Linked DNA regions of Mus musculus: all the other regions are linked to region 4. The links are chromatin contacts, called in public Hi-C and HiChIP or PLAC-seq maps. All regions are on one chromosome and are shown on one strand. Each heading gives the region's core, a stretch centred on a gene start, on an enhancer-like site or on the middle of the called end of the contact. The rest is flanking DNA. Distances are from core to core; before and after follow the strand shown. Region 1 overlaps Kcnq5 (potassium voltage-gated channel, subfamily Q, member 5). Region 2 overlaps Kcnq5 (potassium voltage-gated channel, subfamily Q, member 5). Region 3 overlaps Kcnq5 (potassium voltage-gated channel, subfamily Q, member 5). Region 4 holds the start of Kcnq5 (potassium voltage-gated channel, subfamily Q, member 5). Region 5 overlaps Kcnq5 (potassium voltage-gated channel, subfamily Q, member 5).

What was found. A called contact is a pair of places that touch in the nucleus more often than the background predicts. HiChIP or PLAC-seq counts read pairs in DNA pulled down with a chosen protein or histone mark.
Region 1: an H3K4me3 HiChIP or PLAC-seq map of the 230-238 cell line shows a contact between it and region 4, with 14 read pairs. The contact joins the enhancer-like site here to the promoter of Kcnq5 in region 4. A contact is called at or near these places in 7 of 39 promoter capture datasets (the C10 cell line, cranial neural crest, hippocampal neurons and 2 more), 2 of 15 datasets of contacts at CTCF or cohesin (large pre-B cells and pro-B cells), 7 of 484 Hi-C or Micro-C datasets (the 63-12 cell line, the Ba/F3 cell line, the C10 cell line and 4 more) and 5 of 115 datasets of contacts at active chromatin or transcription factors (the 230-238 cell line, DN3 thymocytes, forebrain and 1 more).
Region 2: a Hi-C map of the N1E-115 cell line shows a contact between it and region 4, with 9 times the contacts expected there. The contact joins the enhancer-like site here to the promoter of Kcnq5 in region 4. A contact is called at or near these places in 17 of 39 promoter capture datasets (the 3T3-L1 cell line, the C10 cell line, the HPC-7 cell line and 11 more), 3 of 15 datasets of contacts at CTCF or cohesin (hippocampal excitatory neurons, large pre-B cells and pro-B cells), 116 of 484 Hi-C or Micro-C datasets (the 63-12 cell line, the AML12 cell line, B cells and 79 more), 30 of 115 datasets of contacts at active chromatin or transcription factors (the 230-238 cell line, DN3 thymocytes, SST interneurons and 25 more) and 4 of 9 other capture datasets (adipose tissue, liver, macrophages and 1 more).
Region 3: a contact with region 4 is called in an H3K27ac HiChIP or PLAC-seq map of neural progenitor cells, with 8 times the contacts expected there. The contact joins the enhancer-like site here to the promoter of Kcnq5 in region 4. A contact is called at or near these places in 5 of 39 promoter capture datasets (the C10 cell line, cranial neural crest, liver and 1 more), 1 of 15 datasets of contacts at CTCF or cohesin (pro-B cells), 3 of 484 Hi-C or Micro-C datasets (cortical neurons, embryonic fibroblasts and large pre-B cells), 2 of 115 datasets of contacts at active chromatin or transcription factors (large pre-B cells and neural progenitor cells) and 1 of 9 other capture datasets (adipose tissue).
Region 5: a FOXA1 HiChIP or PLAC-seq map of pancreatic cancer cells shows a contact between it and region 4. The contact joins the enhancer-like site here to the promoter of Kcnq5 in region 4. A contact is called at or near these places in 5 of 39 promoter capture datasets (the C10 cell line, cranial neural crest, hippocampal neurons and 2 more), 1 of 15 datasets of contacts at CTCF or cohesin (pro-B cells), 2 of 484 Hi-C or Micro-C datasets (cerebral cortex and pancreatic cancer cells), 10 of 115 datasets of contacts at active chromatin or transcription factors (the 230-238 cell line, astrocytes, cardiomyocytes and 6 more) and 1 of 9 other capture datasets (pancreatic islet).

Annotation. Positions count from the first base shown.
Region 1 is chr1:21,553,562-21,556,261 of GRCm38.p6, reverse strand. All of the region lies in intron 2 of Kcnq5 (potassium voltage-gated channel, subfamily Q, member 5), which reads left to right. Among named protein-coding and RNA genes, the nearest start is that of Khdc1b, 170 kb to the right of the region's middle. Within about 2 kb of position 1,436, at least 35 of the 459 cell types and tissues checked have an H3K27ac peak or open chromatin away from gene starts, as enhancers often do. A contact at or near this core is called in the 230-238 cell line, the 63-12 cell line, the Ba/F3 cell line and 4 more, where this site is marked.
Region 2 is chr1:21,457,408-21,460,107 of GRCm38.p6, reverse strand. Kcnq5 (potassium voltage-gated channel, subfamily Q, member 5) reads left to right here. Exons shown (of 14, transcript NM_023872.3): 10 at 2,484-2,700. Among named protein-coding and RNA genes, the nearest start is that of Khdc1b, 75 kb to the right of the region's middle. Within about 2 kb of position 1,302, at least 10 of the 459 cell types and tissues checked have an H3K27ac peak or open chromatin away from gene starts, as enhancers often do. A contact at or near this core is called in the N1E-115 cell line, adipose-derived mesenchymal stem cells and muscle stem cells, where this site is marked.
Region 3 is chr1:21,649,934-21,652,633 of GRCm38.p6, reverse strand. The region is part of intron 1 of Kcnq5 (potassium voltage-gated channel, subfamily Q, member 5); the gene reads left to right. Among named protein-coding and RNA genes, the nearest start is that of Khdc1b, 270 kb to the right of the region's middle. Within about 2 kb of position 1,288, at least 5 of the 459 cell types and tissues checked have an H3K27ac peak or open chromatin away from gene starts, as enhancers often do. A contact at or near this core is called in neural progenitor cells, where this site is marked.
Region 4 is chr1:21,960,568-21,963,267 of GRCm38.p6, reverse strand. It overlaps Kcnq5 (potassium voltage-gated channel, subfamily Q, member 5), which reads left to right and starts at 1,326. Exons shown (of 14, transcript NM_023872.3): 1 at 1,326-2,087. The coding sequence starts at 1,687.
Region 5 is chr1:21,498,641-21,501,340 of GRCm38.p6, reverse strand. All of the region lies in intron 5 of Kcnq5 (potassium voltage-gated channel, subfamily Q, member 5), which reads left to right. Among named protein-coding and RNA genes, the nearest start is that of Khdc1b, 120 kb to the right of the region's middle. Within about 2 kb of position 1,315, at least 30 of the 459 cell types and tissues checked have an H3K27ac peak or open chromatin away from gene starts, as enhancers often do. A contact at or near this core is called in pancreatic cancer cells, where this site is marked.

The sequences.
Region 1 (2,700 bases), core at 187-2,686, 410 kb after region 4:
GTGGTCCATAGCCATAGATGACCTACAACTGCGGGTGGTTTGCTCCCATGCATGCTTTGCTCCTACTCAGCCTGCAAGCTAGGTAAGAATAGGGATTCTATGTAACAGTCTATATATACCCTAGTGTATACCACATCGACTTGTTTGTAGAGGGTACACGGTAAATGTGTGAAAACGAAATGTTCTGACCATTCAATCTGAAAACAAATCAGTATGTACCTCTACTTTGTCTATATGGCATTTGTCACTGTTTGCTTTTTTTCTTGCTATTTTGTCATTGCTTCTCAATATTGATTTCTGACATCTGGGGTGTAAGCTTCCCAAGAGTGTATCTTTGTTTTATTTATAGCTTTAGTCTATGTTCAGAACAAAGTAAGTACTCTATGGCTGGAACAAAAGAAATTTGAGATAAACCTTTCAACTACATGAAATGGGTGACTAGATCCAGGGTTTGCTTTCCTGTCCTAGTGTCAAGCTTTTAAATAAATCACTATACAAGCTCAGTTCTTCCTGAACACATTAAAATATGCTGGTTCCAATTAATCTTGTAATTTAAACACTATTAAATTCCGAAACAAATTTTCACTAATTTTAGAAGGACAACAAGACAAAATAATTGAGTATTATAAGTATAACTGAGTATTATAGAGTATAGCTTTCAAAATATAAAATAAAATGAATCTTTGTTAATTTTTGCTCCTTTTAACTCGTTTTCAGTTTTCACTTTCTTTTGAGTTCTACGTCACTTCTGAATCTTAGGTACTCATGTATTTACATTATTTTCACTAGTAGTATTATCAAATATCAAAGCTTCATTAACCCTGAAGAATAATAGTATGATATGTGTCTGAAGCCACCAGTAAAAATGGATAGTTTCAGATTAAATATTAATATAATTTAAAGTCATTTAGCAATGAGAGTCATTCAGTAATGATATCTGGGGGGAGGGGCAAGGAGAGAGTCCCACATAGCATCCTATAATACCATTTGAGATCAACAGAACCTAAAGAAACTAAGATGAGTTCTTAATGCTCCTCTCTCTGATCTCATGGCAATTTCATTGGGTTTAACACACACATTTTTAGGCATGCATTTGACTTTTCTTGAGTTTCTACTCCATTCTAGATGCAGTGTTCTATTTCACCCTTGATTTTATTCAGGACTGATTTCATTAAATGAGAGAGCTAAAAGTAAGTGGAATTAGAAGTTCCATGATTCACAAAGATGATAGGATAAAAAGGGAACCTGATTAAAACAGAGGAAATGATTCAGTCTCTACTAGGGGATTGGAAAAAAACGTCCACAGGTGATAGTGACATTTAAACTAGACCGACAAGACAAAAGTTGTCGTTAGGCTGACGAAGTTCTAGGGAAGTGGTGGTTGAACAAAAGAACCTCAGAGGAATTTGTAACGGGGCTTTGAACTTATTTGTTTAAGTAGAGTAGTTCCTCTTTTTCTGTGGCTTTTATTATTTGTGCCCAATTGCATTCTGAAACTGTGGGATATGCTTCCCGTGTTTTAGAGTGCATACCATTCTGCATTTATGATAAAACCTCCCCCTGTGCCACTGACCCATCTGGGCCATGAGTCACCCACTTGTCAACAGGTATCTGCTCTGGGTGTGCTACCCTCTCATTGGTAATTTTGTATCCCTCTTTAGTGAAGATCCATTGCCATGGTATTATAAGACTTTTAGTCAGTTAACCCCTATTTTGTATAACTGTGTCCCTAAAACAAAAGAATAATGTTGCAGGAAATGAGTATATGTCAAGAAGAAACTGTGAAGTACTTCCCATAACGGAAAGGGTGAACATTCCCAATTTAATAAGAAAAGAAGGATTATATGTTGAGCTCATTATACCATTCATTATAATTCATCCTTTCTGAAAATAGAAAAGCACACTGAAAGTAGAGAGAAAAGTAATTACAGAATAAGACACTTTTTTTTTAAAGGAAGCTGGGGCTGGAGGATAGCCCAGCAGTTAAGAGCACTGGCTACTCTTCCAAACCTGGGTTTGATCTCAGTACCCACATGGCAGCTCACAACTGTCTGTAACTCCTGTTCCATGTGATCCACTGCAATATTCTGGCCTCTGCAGGTACCATGAATGTACATGGTACACACACAGACATGTAGGCACAACATCCATTTACATAACATAATGTTTTTTTAAAAAATTAAAGAGGGTAGAAGACAGAATCATATTTCTGTAACTATTATCACAGAATATTGTTATAATTTCTTATTAATTTTTAATTTTATTGTGTCTAATTTATAAATTTATCTTTAACTTAGGGCTGTGGATACAAAAGCCTAGTTTACAGAAGACTTGGTGCTATCTGAAGTTTTAGGCATCACCTAGGAGACTTAGAATGTCTTCCCCTTGGAGAAGATTTTGGAGTTTGTACTGGCAATGACAGACATCAACAGGAGCTCTTTTTTTTTTTTAACTGAAAATGTCTTTAATTTTTTATAGATATTTTCTTTATTTACATTTAAAATGTTATCCCCTTTCCTAGTTTCCCCTCTGAAAATCCCCTATCCCCTCCCCCACTCCCCTGCTCCCCAACCTACCCACTCCCATTCCTGGTCCTGGCATTCCCCTATACTGGGGCATAGAGCTGTCACAGGACTCTTTAAGTAGTATCATAAGCTGATCAAATTTTACTTTGAGTGTGATAACTCTGACTCTATCCTG
Region 2 (2,700 bases), core at 53-2,552, 500 kb after region 4:
TCTAGTGGCTCACAACTATTTATAGCTCTATCTCCAGGGGATCTGGTGTCCTTTACTGGCCTCTAAGCACCAGCCATGCACAGGGCACGCAGACAGACAGACAGACAGACAGAATGCCTGCACACGCAAAATAAAATAAACTAAATTTAAAAGACAACCGAAAAGAAAATGGTACCCAGAATTAACATGTCAATTTTTAATGTGTGTAGATTTAAAAAATGTTTCATCAACTTGTAGAGGTAATGATGTAATGATATGTTACAGGGGTGATTCTCAAATATTTTGTCATCATAAATAAATCATGGGATATCTGAAGCTGTTTTATTTTAGAAAATTTTTAAGCTTTTTAAAAATTGTAGTTCTTAAAAAAAGAATAAAATAGAATTTATATTAATTTCTTGGTGATTATATTTTACCCGTTTCTTGTTTGTTCAGTTGGATTAGGAAAGAGATGTAGCTTTCCAGCATTTAAACTTAACCTTCCATGCAATTAGCATTAATTCCAGAAAGGTAAGAGACAAGGTCAAACACAGTGAGAACACTTGGGGTTCTCATTTAGCTGTGTCTACTTGAGTCAGCCATTTATGGAAATGAAGGTGCAGAAACGAACATATGTTTGCTGAACTACATCATCAAAAATTTAAGTTACGGTACAGACAAGCTGAAAATTTTTTTAAAGATCAGAAATTTTTATAATTAAAATCCTTTTAAGGGAAAGTAGGCATTTTTCACCTATCTCTTTGACAGGTTTCTCTTAGTAATTTAAGGGTATGGGGTGATATGGAGAACCTAGACTGAATATAAAACAATGTGCTCGTTAGCTGTTTTCTGTTGCTGTCGTTTGATGTAACCTATCATTTAATCATACATTTGTCAAGATAAAGCCTGTGACCGACGGGGCTGTTGGACAGAATTCTTGACCTCACGTGACCTCACCACAAAACTGCCCAGCCTGCATGTGCCTTCAGCTAGTTGTGCTGGAAGTGGCTGTGTCTGCATTTGGGGCCAGGAGGTGTCAGCTGCATGGTCAACTCCTTTAGTGCTAACCAGACTGTCAGACCACCATTGTTCATGATATGATTTGTTTCCATGTACACAACTTCACATCAGACATGGCACCTCTTTAGACCCGCAGAGGTTAAGCAGCTAGGCATGGAAAAACAAATGTTACTATCTCTCGTTAGCTGCCAGACACACACCCACTAAACACATTTGCTGTTGGCATGCTGCAGCTGGGGACCGTGGACACTGCGGTAAGTGGAGAAGACAAGGCCTTCACTTGGTCTCAGACAGTCCTTATCCATGAGCACGCTGCCTTCATCCCCCACAAAGGCTGCAGCATGACTCACAAGAGCTGTGCTAAGCGACTCACCCTCAGACCCATTGCTCCATTATTTCTTCAGTCTCTGAAGAGCACTGGGCCCTTCGCATTGATAACTGTGTGTTGCTTTCTAATGAATAGCACAGCGCTTTATAAGTGAAACAAAACCATGTTGGGGCATATAACACTCTCCACAGTTCATTTGATTCCTATAAGTATATATGTATGTATTTTAAAAGATAGCTATATTACTCCTGTTTTCTCATGAGTCAGAGACCTGTCTCCATAATTCCTACCTGCTCCTCCTAACACAACACAAAAGACACACATCTTAACCATGGAAGGGTAAAGATTCATTTTGGATTCTGTTGCTAGTACATCCTTGACCATCCCACGGCAGCTTGATCCCATCCAGTACCACAGAACGGAATGTTTAGATAAAAGTGATCTTCCTGGTAGCTTGCTTTCATGGCAGAAAACTGTCAACATTGCATCTCTTTCTGTCAATCACCTCATTCATTACATGTCGAGGCTGCCCCCCAACCAAACCCCATGTTTGGTTTCTTTTCCCAAGAATGAAGAACATAATGTCAAGTGTCATGTGTTTAATATATGTGTGCAGTGCTGTCGATTGCTTTGAGATTGCATGAATTTATGGATATCATAATCTTGCCTGGGGTATACAATGCATGCTGAATGTAGGTACATATGTAACCATCATCCCTGTTTACCTGTAGCGATGCTTAGGAGTTCCAAAGAAAGATCTCCCAAACAAACAAACAAGAGGAACTTAACAATGGAGGGGAAAGCTACAACCACCCAACAATTTTTAAAGTGAATTCCAAACTCATTTTTGGTTATCTTCAGTGAAATTGGGCACAAAGTGTTCTACCTGGTCGTTTTCCTTCCTACATAAATCCAAGGAGCATGTATTTACTCACAAGAGTGAGACTGATCTCAAATAAATACACACAGCATGATTAAATGTCGCTCTTTTCTTTATTTTTTTTTCAATAAAAAAAATCTATTTCTGGCTCCTACTTGCTGCACACGCTCTTGCCTATTGATTTGTAAATGGCCTTATAGTTTCATCCAAGCATTCGCCCCTGAGGAATGAGAGATGCTTGTTTCGATGGAATAACCGTGGCTCTGTTTTCCACAGTCAGAAGCTGAGCTTTAAGGAGCGAGTGCGCATGGCTAGCCCAAGGGGCCAGAGCATTAAGAGCAGACAAGCATCAGTAGGTGACAGGAGATCCCCGAGCACTGACATCACTGCCGAGGGCAGCCCCACCAAAGTCCAGAAGAGTTGGAGCTTCAACGACCGAACCCGCTTCAGGCCCTCACTACGGCTCAAGAGTTCCCAGCCAAAGCCAGTGATA
Region 3 (2,700 bases), core at 39-2,538, 310 kb after region 4:
TTTCTTCCTGCAGCTAGTCTCTATCTCTCAAAGTGGTCACAACCTCCCCAAACAGTCTAGGGACAAAGTGTTCAAACACATAAACCTTGAAGAACTCTTTTTATCCAAACTGTAACACTCCTTACCATTCTTTCTCCAAATAACATCCAAAGTCACTCTAGAAACATAAGTCAGACTGTGGCTCTGTTTCGTCTTAGTCTAGCGTGACCTTCTTCTGAATTTAAGATCTGAGCTCCTTATCATGTCCTGTGAAAATTCATTATCTCATCCCTGATAATTTCCTCCCTTTCTGTCAAGACTTGCCTCTCTACCTCACTAATCCCCAACCGCCTTAATCTCTCTCCTCCTCATGTGCCCTGAACTTGAGCTTCAGCATATACCAATCACATGGAAGTCCCTTCATACTGTGCTTTTCTTAGTTCCATCTTCTCCAGTCAGGTTGCTATGGAGACTCCTGATCATGAGAAGCTTTCCCTAAAATGACCCCCTTAGCAACTACTTTTCCCAGTCCTCAATATCATTTGTTTCACTGAACATGTCATTGTGACCAATAGGTCCCATGGGGACAAAGAGCTCATCTGATTTATCCAGGGTATTCCTTGGAAACTTCCTCAGAAGATTAATGAAAAGTTGGATAAACTTTAATGCAAATTTACATGAGCTGTTTTCCAAAATAAAGTAAGAAACAAAATTCAAAATTAGATGTTGTGTTAAAAACAAGTTGCATGCAAGGTCTTGAACTTAGTGTGAAATTGATCGTACTTTCAACCTCTTACAATGGAAGTTACAATCATGAGAAAATGTTACATTTGGTATTTTATAATTAATTGGAAAATTTTATATGCATTAGCATGCCCCATTTTTAGGGTAATGGGAGTTGAATTCACGTCTGTACAAAATACTGTTCATGATAGCTTTAATATGTTGTACTTGATACAACATAGAGTCTGTCAGCAAGGAAGAAAGAACCTTAATAGAAGAATTGTCTAGAACACATTAGGTAGTGGGCATGCCTTTTAGGCATAATCTTTATTGCTAATCAATGTAAGAGACCCTAGACCAGTGTCTGCAGTATGACCCCAGATCAATGATCCTGAACTGTGTAAGAAATCCATGTAAGCAGTAGCATAGGAGTGGAACAGAGACTGAGCCAGCAAAAAGATTTCTCTGTTGATTCTGTTAAGTCTCTGTTTACATTCCTGCCCTGACATCCTTCACAATGGACTGTAACCTGGACGTGTAAGATGAAAAAACTCTGTTCTCCTCAAGCTGCTTTTGATCAGAGTATCTTTTCAAAGAAACAGAGCTCTAACTAGAATGTATAGAAGCATGTATTACCAAGCTATGACCATATCCTCTTATCTGATTTTTAATTGATAAACCTCCTTAGCTCATAAAAATATGAATTATATACCAAATAATTCCTGGCCTTTATCAACAGTTTCTAGCCCCTTTTTTGCCACCTAACTACCCTTGTGTCTTTCTGTTTCAACTGTGTTTTCTTCATCTTTGAACTTGATGGCTTCTAATTTCTAAATCTTCCGTCTGAGTCTCATCATTAGCATCAGATGAATGTACTCTTGTTCCGTGATGCTGGCGTCTGTAATTTCCAAGTAGTTTCGTCTGTGTATTTTGCATAATTGTGTTAGAACAGCAGCTGAAACTGCAACTAGGTTTGTAATAGTCCCAAGGGAGTTGATGCCACAAAAATAACAGCTTCTTCATAAAAACAATTCATATTGATAACTTATGCATGCATACTAGGATTACAAAGAAATAGGGTAAAGCTTTATTGCAGTAATTTATAAATAATACTACATAAAGAAGAATTATCACTTATGGTACACGGAGACTCTGGCATTCTTCAGCAATCACTCTCCCCTCAAGTTTGGGACATACACAGGGACTTAAAGGTACTGGGTAACGTTCTGTAAACACAGTACAATTTGAGCTGCCAATCGAAGCTCATTCCAATAAAGAAACTATGGCGTTCTTTGCTTGCACCAGCTGGAATTCACCCAGAGACAGGGCAAGAAACTGTTATGTGACTGAGCAAACTGAGCTCACTTTTTTGAAGGGAAGCTACGTCTATTTCTACCAACAAATCAAAGGTCCACAGAATGCATCACACATTATCAAAATGAAAAATAACAAGTTAAAGAACGTTTCAGTAAACAGTAAGCTTTTTCTCTTGCGCCTCGTTTTAGTGATCATTTACTCCTATCACTTTGTTATACCTAATAGTATATCCTTCATCCTTGCTTCAAAGGGAGGATGATTAAACAGACAGACAGGCAAACAGACAGACAGACAGACAACCACATAATGGAGTGCTTAGAAAGCTAAATGTTTTCAAATTCCTCAAACAACTTGGAAAAACTCTCATTTATAAAACTATGGATTTGTGGTTACTATGTTATTAACTTGTCTATAAACCTCATTTACAAAAATATATCCGTATAGATATTTAGCCTGCCTGCATGACTGCATACCATATGCATCCCTGGTAACCACAGAGACAAGAATAGTGCATCAGATCCCTGGAGCTACATTATAGATGGTTGTGAGCTACTATGTTGTGTGTTGGAAACTTAACCCAAGTCCTCTATAAGTGCAGCCAGTGCTCTTAATTGCTGAGCCGTCCCTCCAGCACCCATGTGAACCTCATTTTAAAATAAGAATATTTTTGTGTTCTATAGA
Region 4 (2,700 bases), core at 77-2,576:
GCACAGCGCTAGGGGTTAGTAGTGCCTACTGCCCAGAGGTTTGAAGGGAAACAAGGTCTTGCTGAGTAAGAACCAGGAAGAGGTCTTCACAAAACAATAACGATAAAAATAAAAGTAAAACTCTTAGCTGACGTTCTGACTGTAGAAAGCAGCTGTCTGTGGGCGTGGGTGTATGCACGGGGTGTATGTGTGGGTGTGTTGGTAGAGTATTATCTGCTATGGGTGAGACAACCAAGATAAGATTTTTGCCTTAGTGTTGGCTGGTATTCATGGAAGTGAAAAAAGGCTCAGGGATGGCCACTTTGCTACTGACTACCATGACTTTGTGTTGAAAGCATAGTTCAGTTGAACTTGGCGATTATTACTTTTTTTTTTTTAAATATTTGGGAGGAAGGCTGCTCTATTAGAAGGAGTTCCCAATCCTGGTGTCCTCTCAGTTTCCCCATCGCTGAATCTGTTGTTTAATTGCTAACAATATTTTTGAAAGGCGGAGTTCTGAGCCAGCAGCACCATAATCTCACTCTCATCCAAGAGAAGAGATGGGCTTTGGGGCGCCCATTTTCCAGAGGTGGTGGGGGATGCAGTCAGTGGTTCCCTTTTCTCTAACATTGTAAGTTACAGCATCCTGTCTGAGAGGCAGGTCCTGGACTCACTATCCTCCATGATCCCTCTCGAACTCCCTGGGGACGCCACAGTCGCGGCGGAGATTTAAGCAGTTTTATGACTTTCTTTCACTTACATGGAAATTTCTGGAAGGAGAGAAGTGGGCTCCTTTTCCCAGGCTGCTCTGTCAGGAGGAGCTCCCTCACCACGAAGGAGCTACTTTGGAGTTTTACGCCCTCCCCACACCCCACCCCTGGGGATGGGAAGGATGTTCTGCGACTCGCAGGCTTGTTGTCTGAGGCTAGGATGGAAAGTCACAGCCTGCAGGCTGGATTGAGTCGCGGGAAGCTGCTGGGTCCCTGCCTGGCTCTCTCCGGGTGTGTCCATTGAACTGCGGTGGGCTGGTCCCCAGCGCGGGAACCCAAGCGCCACTGCCAGAAGCTTAGCCCCCGCTGGCTCGCTCCTAGGCTAGCCAAAACCTGGAGGGTAGGACAGAACCTTTCCTGCCCACACCCATCACCCGAGGATGGCAGGACCAGGCGCGGCATAGCAGCGGGAGAAGCCCAGAGACCCGCTCGTCCAGTTTATTCAAGAGGCAGACTTCGCCCTCCGGACAGCTCCGAGTCCCAGGAAGAACCGAACCAAACTCATCCTGGGAGACCGACTTAGGGTCAAGCCGGTATTCTGCCGGGGTGCAGGGGACAGACAGACTCGAACCCTGCTGGGTGTGCACGCGTGCGAGCGTGCCTCCGGGCATCCCGCACACCCTCAGTCCCGTGTGCCGACACTCCTCGGGGAGGAGGGAGTGGCAGCCACCAGACTAAAGGAAAGCGAGGGACACCTCACAAAGTGACGCCCCCAACAGGTCCGGATTTGGAATTGGAAGCGGCAGAAATCCGGACCTCCCCGGGCCTGCTCCGCACACCCCGCCGCCCCCGCCCGGAGCCCCGACTCTAGGCTAGTCCGCCCCCCCGGGGCGCCCCGTCGGCTGCGGGTTTCCTCCTGCAGACCTGCCCGCGCACATGAAGCCGCTGCCCCCGCCGCAGGCGCCAGCGCCCCCCTCGCGGTGCCCGTGGTGATGCCATGCCCCGCCACCACGCGGGAGGAGAGGAGGGCGGTGCCGCCGGGCTCTGGGTGAGGAGCGGCGCGGCGGCGGCGGCAGGCGCGGGTGGGGGGCGCCCGGGCAGCGGCATGAAGGATGTGGAGTCCGGCCGCGGCAGGGTGCTGCTGAACTCGGCGGCCGCCAGGGGCGACGGCCTGCTGTTGCTCGGCACCCGCGCGGCGGCGCTCGGCGGAGGCGGCGGCGGCTTGAGAGAGAGCCGCCGGGGCAAGCAGGGGGCCCGAATGAGCCTGCTGGGGAAGCCGCTCTCCTACACCAGCAGCCAGAGCTGTCGGCGCAACGTCAAGTACCGGCGGGTGCAGAACTATCTGTACAACGTGCTGGAGCGACCCCGCGGCTGGGCGTTCGTCTACCACGCGTTCGTGTGAGTACCCGCGCCCCCACTTCCGACCCCGTGTGCCCCTAGCCATGCCCTCTGTTGGGGAGCCCCGGGGCGCACTTGGCGCCCGCGCCCTGGCCTTAGGCGCGGAAACGCGTGCGCGCTCACACGCAGAGCTACACACACGTGGTGGTTTTTATTTCTTTGCACGTGTTGCCATCGGCCCTCTGGAGCCCTCAATCTCTCTCGTCCCACCTCTCGCTCTGGTTCACATAGAGCCCTTTTGCCCCAAAGCACCCAAGGGACTAACGGGTCAGTTCCAGGTACCTGGGTGATTGAAGGCAGAAGCCGGACTTAGGCGACTCAGATAATCGGGAGCGATTAGGTCCTGATATGCGGAAAGTTAACTGAGTGGGGCGCCCAGGAGCTGGGGATAGCTCCGGGAGGTTGTGCACCATCCCGAGACTGGAGAGACTGGGAGGGCATGACCGGGTGGGATGGAGTGGCGAGGAGAAGGTTAAGAGTGGGTCCACAGTCAGCTCTGGGGTCAAGCAGAGGAAGCTGCTACGTGATGGAGAGAGAGAGAGACTAGGTTGTAAGCGCGCCCGGAAACACGCCTGGCCACCATCACAGCTGTCATCAACGGAAAATCTGTCAG
Region 5 (2,700 bases), core at 66-2,565, 460 kb after region 4:
ATGAGGCACAAGCACACGATGCTTACTATAGCACTGTTCATAGTACCTAGGCAATAGAACCAGATTGGATGTGCATGTTTTTCTCTAAGATGAGGAGTCTAGATATGAACAAATGTGAGTGCATGTATGTGCACACATTCACATGCATCCATAGTCCCATAAAAGTAGATAGACAATTGTGGAGGGTTTTTTTTTCTGCCACAAAGGAAAATGCAACCATAGCATCTGTAGGAAAGTGGATGCAAATGGAGATTGTCATTGTCACAGTGAAATAATCCTGATGCAGAAAAACTAACAATGCATGCCTTCTCTAATGTGGAAAGTCTAGACATAGATGTGTGTTTGTGTGTATGCGCGCACAGTAGTTCATATGTACATACGTGTACACACACATACTGCACCCTTAGCCCCATGAAACCCATAGGGTATCATGTGAGAGGAGAAAGAGGTTGATGCCTGTGGTAGGGAGAAGAGAGGATAATGAAATGCATGCAACATACAAAGGTAGGGAGAAATATAATCAGAAAAAGCAACACAGTTGGGATGCCAGAGGAATTTGGGAGAGGGATGAGTCAGAACAAAATCATATAATGGCATGCATGCATGAGAAAAAAATATCATGGCATGCACATATGAGAAGTGTTACATAATAAGAGAAAGCGTCATAGTGAAACTCATTGCTTTATGAGTTAACTCACAAAGTCAATTTAGAAAAAAAAATTGTTTCATTTCCAACTCTTCCTCCCTACACACAAGAAACACTGGGCAAAGGATAGAGATCAGAAATAGACTTGAAATTCTTTTTTTTTTTAGGTATTTTACTCGTTTACATTTTTAATGCTATCCCAAAGGTCCCCCATACCCACCCCCCCAATCCCCTACCCACCCACTCCCCCTTTTTGGCCCTGGCGTTCCCCTGTACTGGGACATTCTTGAAATACCTCTAATAAACAGAAAGTAAATGAAATCCTGTTATTTGTGGTGAGATATGGTGTAACCTGAGAAAGTGGGTGGGTTTTCATGGGATCGAGGGAAGGCAATTCATAGCCCAACCTTTCTGCAGCAGTCTGAATTCATGTGTGGCGTTTGCTTCTCTTGGATAATTCAAATACATTTCAGTTGATGGAGATATTCAGGGGCACCTGTTCCCCCTTTGAGATGCAGTTGCTGGCAAATTAAGCCTGGCACCTTTTTATCTCTCTTTCCATTCTTCCTCTCTCTTTTTTTTATTACCAATACAAATTGCTGTGTTGTGTGTTAAACTGTGTGTGGGAAACTCTCAATATACCCTTGCTTAGTCACCAGCCAGCTAGCTTCTCGGCAGCGCCACGAACAAAGCAAGCTTTCAAAGGTCATCTCTGCGATGTGTAGGGAGAAGCAGCGTATTTTCAATGATTTCCTCTTCGAGAAGGCTGTTTTGACTGCTGTTTAACCTGTGCTTTACAGGCTTCTCAATGGCCTAATTATGTTTCCATAAAAAAAAAAACCACTAGGCTTGATATCAAAGTAAAAATAAGTAAATAAAAAGATCGTTCAGCATACCAAGCTTCTAGGAATGAAAATAAGGGCTTATGACTCTGAAACAGTTTTGTTTATATTGGCTGACTCATTAATGGAGTTGTCTGAAGGTTAAAAAAAAACATGAAATGTAGTTAAGAGAGATTATTATTTCTATTCATTACAAAAACAGCATATAGTAGATCTGAGTGCTAAGGAAATTTAGATTATTGATAGTGACTTATAATATGTCACTAAAGACCTTTGTGGAAAGCTTGTTTATGTCATTTTTAATTGAAATTGTCCCTGTTGCATATGATGGGGTCCTCAATAACTCTGGAGTATCTAGATTAAATGGGAAAATAAGACCACCCTAAACTGGAGTACACCACCCTACACTGAAGTGTGCCACTCTAAACTGGAGTGTTTATTAGTTCTAGGCTTTATGAAAAGCGGAATTCTCCTTAGTAAGAGTCCAAAATACCAACATTTGATACCAGAATTCACTTTGTGTTCCATCTATAAATACAGTACCCCACTAAATTCCAAGTTTTAAAAGTAAAGATCCTTGATTTAAGATAGGAAGAGCTGTCCCCAGCATCAATATTTAGGGAGATACAGGAGTGTGGTCAGCAGTGATCAATGCCAAAGTACAGGTTTTTTTTTAATTAGGTATTTTCTTATTTTACATTTCAAATGCTATCCCAAAAGTCCCCCATACCCTCCCCCACCAACTCCCCTACCCACTCACTCCCACTTCTTGGCCCTGGTGTTCCCCTGTACTGAGGCATAAAAACTTTGCAAGACCAAGGGGACTCTCTTCCCAATGATGGCCAACTAGGCCATCTTCTGCTACATATGCAGCTAGAGACACAAGCTCTGGGGATACTGGTTAGTTCATATTGTTGTTCCACCAATATGGTCGCAGACTCCTTTAGCTCCTTGGGTACTTTCTCTAGCTCCTCCATTGGGGGCCCTGTGTTCCATCCAATAGCTGACTATGAGCATCCACTTCTGTGTTTGCCAGGCACCGGCATAGCCTCACAAGAGACAGCTATATCAAGGTCCTTTCAGCAAAATCTTGCTGGCGTATGCAATGGTGTCTGTGTTTGGAGGCTAATTATGGGATGGATCCCTGGGTGCTGCAGTCTCTAGATGGCCCATCCTTTCATCTCAGCTCCAAACTTTGTCTCTGTAATTCCT